Regions from separate parts of the Gossypium arboreum genome. Here region 2 is linked to region 1. A link is a contact called in public Hi-C data. All regions are on one chromosome and are shown on one strand. The core of a region is the stretch at or near the end of the contact, and the rest is flanking DNA. Distances in the headings are between cores, read along the strand shown.

Region 1 (3,477 bases), core at 776-3,275:
CATACAGTTGTAGATTTAGTCCATATATTCAATTTTCTTATTTTAAATCTCTATACTTTTCAAATTTTGAAATTTTAATATTGACACAAATTATAGTCGTTAATCAATTAACTGTATTTTTACTAAGTAATATGTAAAAATAACAAACTGATATAATATTATACATATGATAAAATGTTTGTAACATCAAATTTTAACTTAATAAATTTGATAGAAGAATAAAATTTGAAAATTTGAAAAAGTAATATGGCATGGGAGAAATGATGGTAGGACCCATTGCCGCAAATACTTGTGTTGATTAAGCTTCCTGGAATAGAAGAAAAGGAAGGGAAACAAGGAGCACCGTTGATTAAGCTTACAACTGAATGAGTTATGGGCATCTATATTCAGTAAAATTTGCGGCATTTGTGAGAAACATCTGACCATCACCTTTCTACAGCTTTCCCATAATTGTACTAGGCGTTCTAAAATATAAAACTTGGTGGGAAACAAGTGTAACTTAAAAATTGGAGTGAATAGTGATACGATTACGAATTTAGGCATGGTATGAAATAATATTTGATAGAAAATAATATTAAGGTTACGAGGAAACAATTGGATTAGGTCAAAGGGATATGATTTAATTAGAGATTTAGACTGAGTTTCAAATGATAAAAGGTTCTAGACAGACAGAATATGGGAAAAATAAAAAAGAATTATTATGAGTACCTGAGAAATGAGAATATTCAACGATTACGCGTTTTATTTGACTTTTTCTGCAACATGTTTCAGCTGCTGCGTTCTGCGGCGCTCATCATTAATCGAAATTCTTTGAAGTCCACAAACCCATCTCCATCCTTATCGACGCCTCTAATCATGCGCTTACACTGTTTAAGACTGCACTTGTTGAACCCTAGGCTAATCAAAACATTGCGCAATTCTTTGGCCGAGATGAATCCGTTTTTATCTTTATCGAAGATGAGAAAAGCGTCCATTAAATGATCGTCGTCGCCGCTGCTGCAGCTAGAAATTGCTCCGTCGCTGGTGGTGTTGACAACCGCGTGCATGAACTCATCCAAATCGATGAAACCGTCGCCGTTGAAATCCATTTCTCTAATCATACCTTCCGCTGCTTTGGAGGCCGTGGATTTTTCATGTCCGAGGCATAAAAGCACCTGTCTGAGCTCCAATGAAGATATCTTCCCATCGCCATTTGCGTCCATCACTTTGAAGACTTGTTTAAACTGATTTGACAGTTCCATGGTAGCAAAAGACGATGTTATCACATCGCAACTCGATGGTAACCGGTGGTGCTTTGATCTTCTCTTGCAACGGTCGACGTGAAGGAACTGTTGAACTCTCTTAAACAGAGAGATCCAACAGGTTTTCCAAGAACTTAGCATAATCCAATGAAAGGAAAGCTCGTAAAAAAGAATGGTACTTGTCTTGCTAGGAATGGTGGCTGTTTGCAATCTTCGATGGTAGAAAGCTGAAAACGGAAAGTTATGGCTCTTTTCAAGAAACTTAGTAATTTGTCAACTAGCAATAATTTTTATGGGGACAATACCTTTGGGAAAAGACCTAATAACCCCTATTGAGAAGGGATATTCTCCGTCATTTTCAACCTTGTGAAACGGATAGGGAGAAGGGTAGTAATGGAGAATCAAAATTTTGACGAAGTCTTTTTAACGTAGTGATATTGTTGATTAAGTCTCTTTTGTCTGGTGGATGCCAGCTGAATTGATAAAAAACAAGCAGCTACCGAATGGGGACCGGCATAACTATGCTCGTGTTTGGCTTTTAGATGTCGCGGCCGCCGCAGCTTTGCCTTCAGCTTTTTGGAAGGAAGCCAAGCAACTAGTTTCAACATTTTCGAGTTCTTATCCCAAACTCTTTACACTTTATACAACGACAAATCATGGTAGTTGATGCTTTCCTCCATTACTTAACCCCTCAAGCCCAAGCTTGCCTTTCTTTTACCAATCTCAAGCTCTCAACATAGTCTAGAAATTTTAAGTTCCCAAGTAATGGACAATAATAGGACTCTAAACCGGAATTTCAATCACTTGTCTATCAAGAAATTGAGAAGTGTCAAACTCACGTATTTAATAAGAAAATTTCTTACAGAAAAAAAAAAGTAATGTTCTGAAAATCATTTCAAGGGAAAATAATAATAACTATCATACAACAGAAAATTCCCCAGATGATATCTATGAATAGAGCTCTGCATACACTGAAACTATATTACCGGTGACAATTATTATAAAACTAAAAGAGAGGGTGAAAACTTTTAGAGTAAGATGAGAGGTAAACGAAAGCAAATATATCACACATCCAAACGACGGTCCAATTTTACCAAGGTCAACAGGATCGCAGTAAAACAGGGCCCACAGAGGAGCTAAGCATATCGCTAAGAGCTACCTGGACCTCATTTGAACCATGCTCACAACTTATCAAGCTCGCAAGAAGTGGGAAGAATTGAACCAAGTTCTTCTCGAACAAGGTGTCTCCCAAACTACAAATGGCCTGGAGAGTCGCCACAATCAGTGGTGCACGGGAAGCCAATTCTCTCCGTTTCCCAGAAACTGAAGGAATCAACCACTGGCTTTGCTCCTCCGGAGATGTTTCAGAAGTCTGCCCAGACCGTGCAGTTTCTATATAAAACAGTAATACCTCCTGGCAAAGATCAACAAGATGGGACTCTACTTCAACCTCCTCGTACCTTGGAGGCCTATCTAGTATCAGATTCTGCAAGAGTGTAAGGCAAAACTGATACGCCTCATTCTCAAGACGCAATAGGGGAGGATCTTGCGTTTGGATCATGGGGCCAAACTCTTGAAGCTTGGATTGTAACAGAGAATCGATGTTGATCCTGTGAGCATGGGAAGCCACATCATGTATTGCTTCATAGAGGACTAAGGTGTTCTTAGCTGAAAGATGAGTTCGATACATGTTGTAGATTTCCATCATCGCCTGTCAGTAGAATAAGAACAGCAAAATCAGACCAAAAGTAAAAGTTAGCACACTTAAAACTTTAAAAAAAAATTAAAACCAATTATCTAGTTAGATATTTGTGCAAATATAAATATAAATGAAAAAGGAAATGAAAAAAAAATGAACAGTTAGCACTAGTTTTTTTTTTAGAAATTTGCAATTTAAAAAATGGTCTTAATAATCAAGTCTGTGTTCCATAATTCTGACAATGTGATTAGATTAAAAAGTATAGTTCTCAACCTGTATAAAAATTCAAATATCTTTACATGTTCTATGATACAAGGAAAGGTTTCTAATGATTTTTAAATATTAAGACGAGAAGTCTACCTGAATCAATAAAAGCTGAACAGCAGCTCGGCATTTTGCTTCTGATAAAGAAGCATAAATATGCTGTGTTCTCAGGCTCTCTGAACCGCCCTGAGATGTGTCAGAACCAGCAGAAGCCTCATTACCTTGGCTATTCAAAGCATGCTCATTGGTTCCAGCCATATTATCCCCACTAAC
Region 2 (3,509 bases), core at 92-2,591, 140 kb before region 1:
GACGGTTCCGTGTTTTGCCTCCCACTAATGGAGTGTCAGGTAGGGGTCGTGTATTCCTCTCGAACAGTAGTAGATGTTGAAGTTGCAAGTGTTTCATTTGACGTTGAAAATTCCACATATAACTTAAGATAGGGTGATCCACTAGCGAGGTGCGTCTGCATCATCGCCTCCAAGCACGAGCACCTTTGATATCAAATGAGTCATATGTCACGGGATCAGTCAAAACACAAAATTGATACTTAATAGACGAAACTCTCATTGGCGTTGTTCCGAAGATTTTACACCTAATTCTTTTACGAAGTTCTGTCAATTCTATGTTCTGGTTAAAAACCAGTCACGCTGTGTTCTCCAATAAAAATACAATACCGTCCTTGGTGTCATGGACCTCACCGCCCGTAGTAAATAACAACACTAATACGTCCACTCATTTTCAACAAAATTATCTGTCTAAAAAAATTCAAAACAAAAAACATTATGCAAAAATATAATGATTCGTATAAATATTAACACAATAAATCAACTTATACCTTTTCAACTTCTTCAATTTCTATTCTTTTGAACTTCTTCAATTCCTCTCATTGTAATTTATGCAACAAGAGAATGAAATTTGGGTCATTTATAGCCTAAGAAATAGTGGGATGCACTGTCACCAGCACTGTTGAAAAGAGCGTCCAGTTAAGAGCTTTTTTAGTACTTTTACTGACAATGCATTGAGCTTGAAGCGTTTTTCAACCCCAACTATCAGATTTCTCGAGAATCTTGGGATATTTTTCAGAACCATCTTCTCAAATTTATTTTTTCAGAATCATTAGTACAAAAAAAGTCTAGTTGGAAGCTTTTTCTGTACTATTATTGACTATACAAAAAAACAAAAACAAAATCCATCTCGTCAAATAATTTTTTCAGAACACATCATGTGAAATTTATTTTTTCATATCCCATCTTGTCAAATTTATTTCTTCCAAAACAATACTTAGTAATTAAAAAAATCAAATAATAAAACCCTAAACACTAGACCCTAAATCATAAATTATTTTTTCTTAAACCCAAAATAAACTCCAAACCCTAACTTAAGCCCTAATTTACAAATAACCCAAAATCCCTAATTAAACACGAGGAAAAACACGTCCCATTAGCGCTTTTTACTAAAGCTCGTCCACGTTAGCACGCTTTTGCCTAACACGAGGAAGAACACGTCTTCATCGGTGTGCTTTTCTGCGTTTTCCCCTAAAAACACGTCCATATCAATGCGTTTTAGTGTTTTTAATTTATTCCAATAATTATTTTTTGAAGCAACCTATTTTCATATATAATTTCAGAAATGAGCCTTTTTTGGTACTATTATATTTATTAATTTTAGGCCTGTGGTGCAAAACATTGGCCCACTTCAAGCATATAAAGGCAGCGCAGGCCGTCGTGGTGACCGCAGTCTAGAAACATCTTTAAAAAGCCACGGCAATTCTCAAGCCTTTGAACCCCGAAAGCTCAAAACCAGACACTTGCTCAAACCCAAAGAAACTCCCTTTGTTTCGATATCGATTTCTGATCCTATTCATAACATGGTGAGTTCTGTTTGAGTAATTTTATCGAACACATACAATGCGTTACCAACAACTAATCGATACTTGCCTTGGGTATTGCAGTCGGTTACTTTGCATACAAATCTTGGTGACATTAAGTGCGAGATCTTCTGCGACGAGGTCGCTAAAACGGCAGAGGTTAGGACCCCCTTTTCCTTCAATTATTTTCCTTCTTTTATTTCCTTTTCAGTACTTTGATTTTATTTATCAGAAAATAATACTAGCTTAAGCTTCTGCTGCCGCAAGCTGTTCAGAAAGATAGTCAGAAGATGATAAAGTATACGTTATGATTAGAATTCCGCTTAAAGTCGGTACCAATTGGTGTGCCCTAAACCCAAGTTTGTAATTTAACTTCTTTAGCCCTGAAGTTGTGAAATTGGAGAGGAATTCTATGTAGTTTTTTTTGGAGATTATGACTTATATTTTTCTGTTACACTTGAAGGGTGATTTTCTCCGTCTTTATTAGTAAGTTACCTCACTATATATAGATATAATTTTGCTATATACCTGTACACTATTTTGCTTAGACTCCTATTTTCTTAAGCACTCGTGTTTGGAGCTATGTCCAACACATATCCGAACATGAGTTTAGGAATACGATCCTCCAAGGACCTTTCAAATACAGGATAAAAATTGAACTTATCCGTATCAGATACATACCTGCATCTCACACTCACACTTGAGAGCACGTAACATGGCCTATACTTGTATGTTTTCCTTTTTCAATGTATAAATGTAAATTTAACTCTTGCTTGCTTTAATTAAATGGATAAATTTTAAACTCATACGGTGCACAGCTTCGTGATGCATCTGTTTCAGTGAAATGCTTTTGTTGTGATTTATAAATTACTTATTGTTTCTTACTTTTTTTTCCCTTGTAAATAATACTAATATTTCATTTGGATGCAGAACTTCTTGGCACTCTGTGCTAGTGGTTATTATGATGGGACTATATTTCACAGGAATATTAAAGGGTTTATGATTCAAGGTGGAGACCCGACCGGAGCAGGCAAAGGGGGAACTAGCATATGGGGCAAGAAGTTCAATGACGAGATCAGAGAATCCCTCAAGGTATGCTAAGTTTAATAGTTAGTGAAACAATAAAGTTTTACATCGTGAACTTCGGCTCATGCTATCTTTCGAGGTTTTTCGAGAGAAGTTTGTCACCCAACCTTTACCCATTAAGGGAAGGGGGGGGGGGGCGCAGGGTGGAAACTCTCTTCTTTCTCGTCTGCTTCTGCTGATTAAGGAGATTGGTTAGCTTTCTAATGGAGAACCTATACTCTCCATTTGATGTCCAGGTTTTAACCTTGCTGAGTAAATGGAAACTAGCTTAGCCGACTTTTCCTTTATCTACCATGGAGTTTGTCTAGCTGCTATGCTATTTGAGTCTGAAATTTTGGTTTCTATAACCCTTCCACCCTGCATCTTGTTCTGTCTTGGAATCAACATAACTACACATCTTGGTCTATCTGCTCAGTGTTTTGGTATACTTATGATTTTCAAACCGTTCGAATTTCTGAGCCTTTCAAGTGCAACTGAAGCTTAATCTCAATGTTTTGTAACAATATATAATCTTTTACCGCTAGTTGTATATTGGGTAGCTTATTAGTGTTAAACGTGGACATGTCTTTTTTCTGACAAAACTTTGCCTTCATACAGCATAATGCGAGGGGTATATTGGCAATGGCTAATAGTGGTCCTAATACTAATGGGAGCCAATTCTTCATAACTTATGCAAAGCAGCCACATTTGAATGGATTATACACTGTGTTTGGCAAAGTGATCCATGGTTTTGAAGTCCTGGATCTCATGGAAAAGGTACGGTGTGCTAGCACTTTGATTTAGAATGTTTTGGGGACAATTATGTTAGGATTTAGTTATTGTAAACTCTTTTTTTCCCCTTTGTCCATGTGGCTTTCCGAGTTA

What was found. A called contact is a pair of places that touch in the nucleus more often than the background predicts.
Region 2: a contact with region 1 is called in a Hi-C map of leaf, with 5 times the contacts expected there. The contact joins the promoter of LOC108468054 here to the promoter of LOC108477492 in region 1. A contact is called at or near these places in 2 of 5 Hi-C or Micro-C datasets (both in leaf).

The regions. Positions count from the first base shown.
Region 1 is chr8:23,848,479-23,851,955 of ASM2569848v2, reverse strand. It overlaps LOC108477492 (probable calcium-binding protein CML23), which reads right to left and starts at 2,025. Exons shown (of 2, transcript XM_017780037.2): 1 at 709-2,025; 2 at 135-307. The coding sequence starts at 1,382. The coding sequence ends at 768. It overlaps LOC108479290 (brefeldin A-inhibited guanine nucleotide-exchange protein 2-like), which reads right to left. Exons shown (of 11, transcript XM_017781794.2): 10 at 3,301-3,477; 11 at 2,097-2,952. The coding sequence ends at 2,341.
Region 2 is chr8:23,992,212-23,995,720 of ASM2569848v2, reverse strand. LOC108468054 (peptidyl-prolyl cis-trans isomerase CYP18-1) reads left to right here and starts at 1,341. Exons shown (of 5, transcript XM_017768907.2): 1 at 1,341-1,562; 2 at 1,644-1,718; 3 at 2,490-2,651; 4 at 3,243-3,401. The coding sequence starts at 1,560.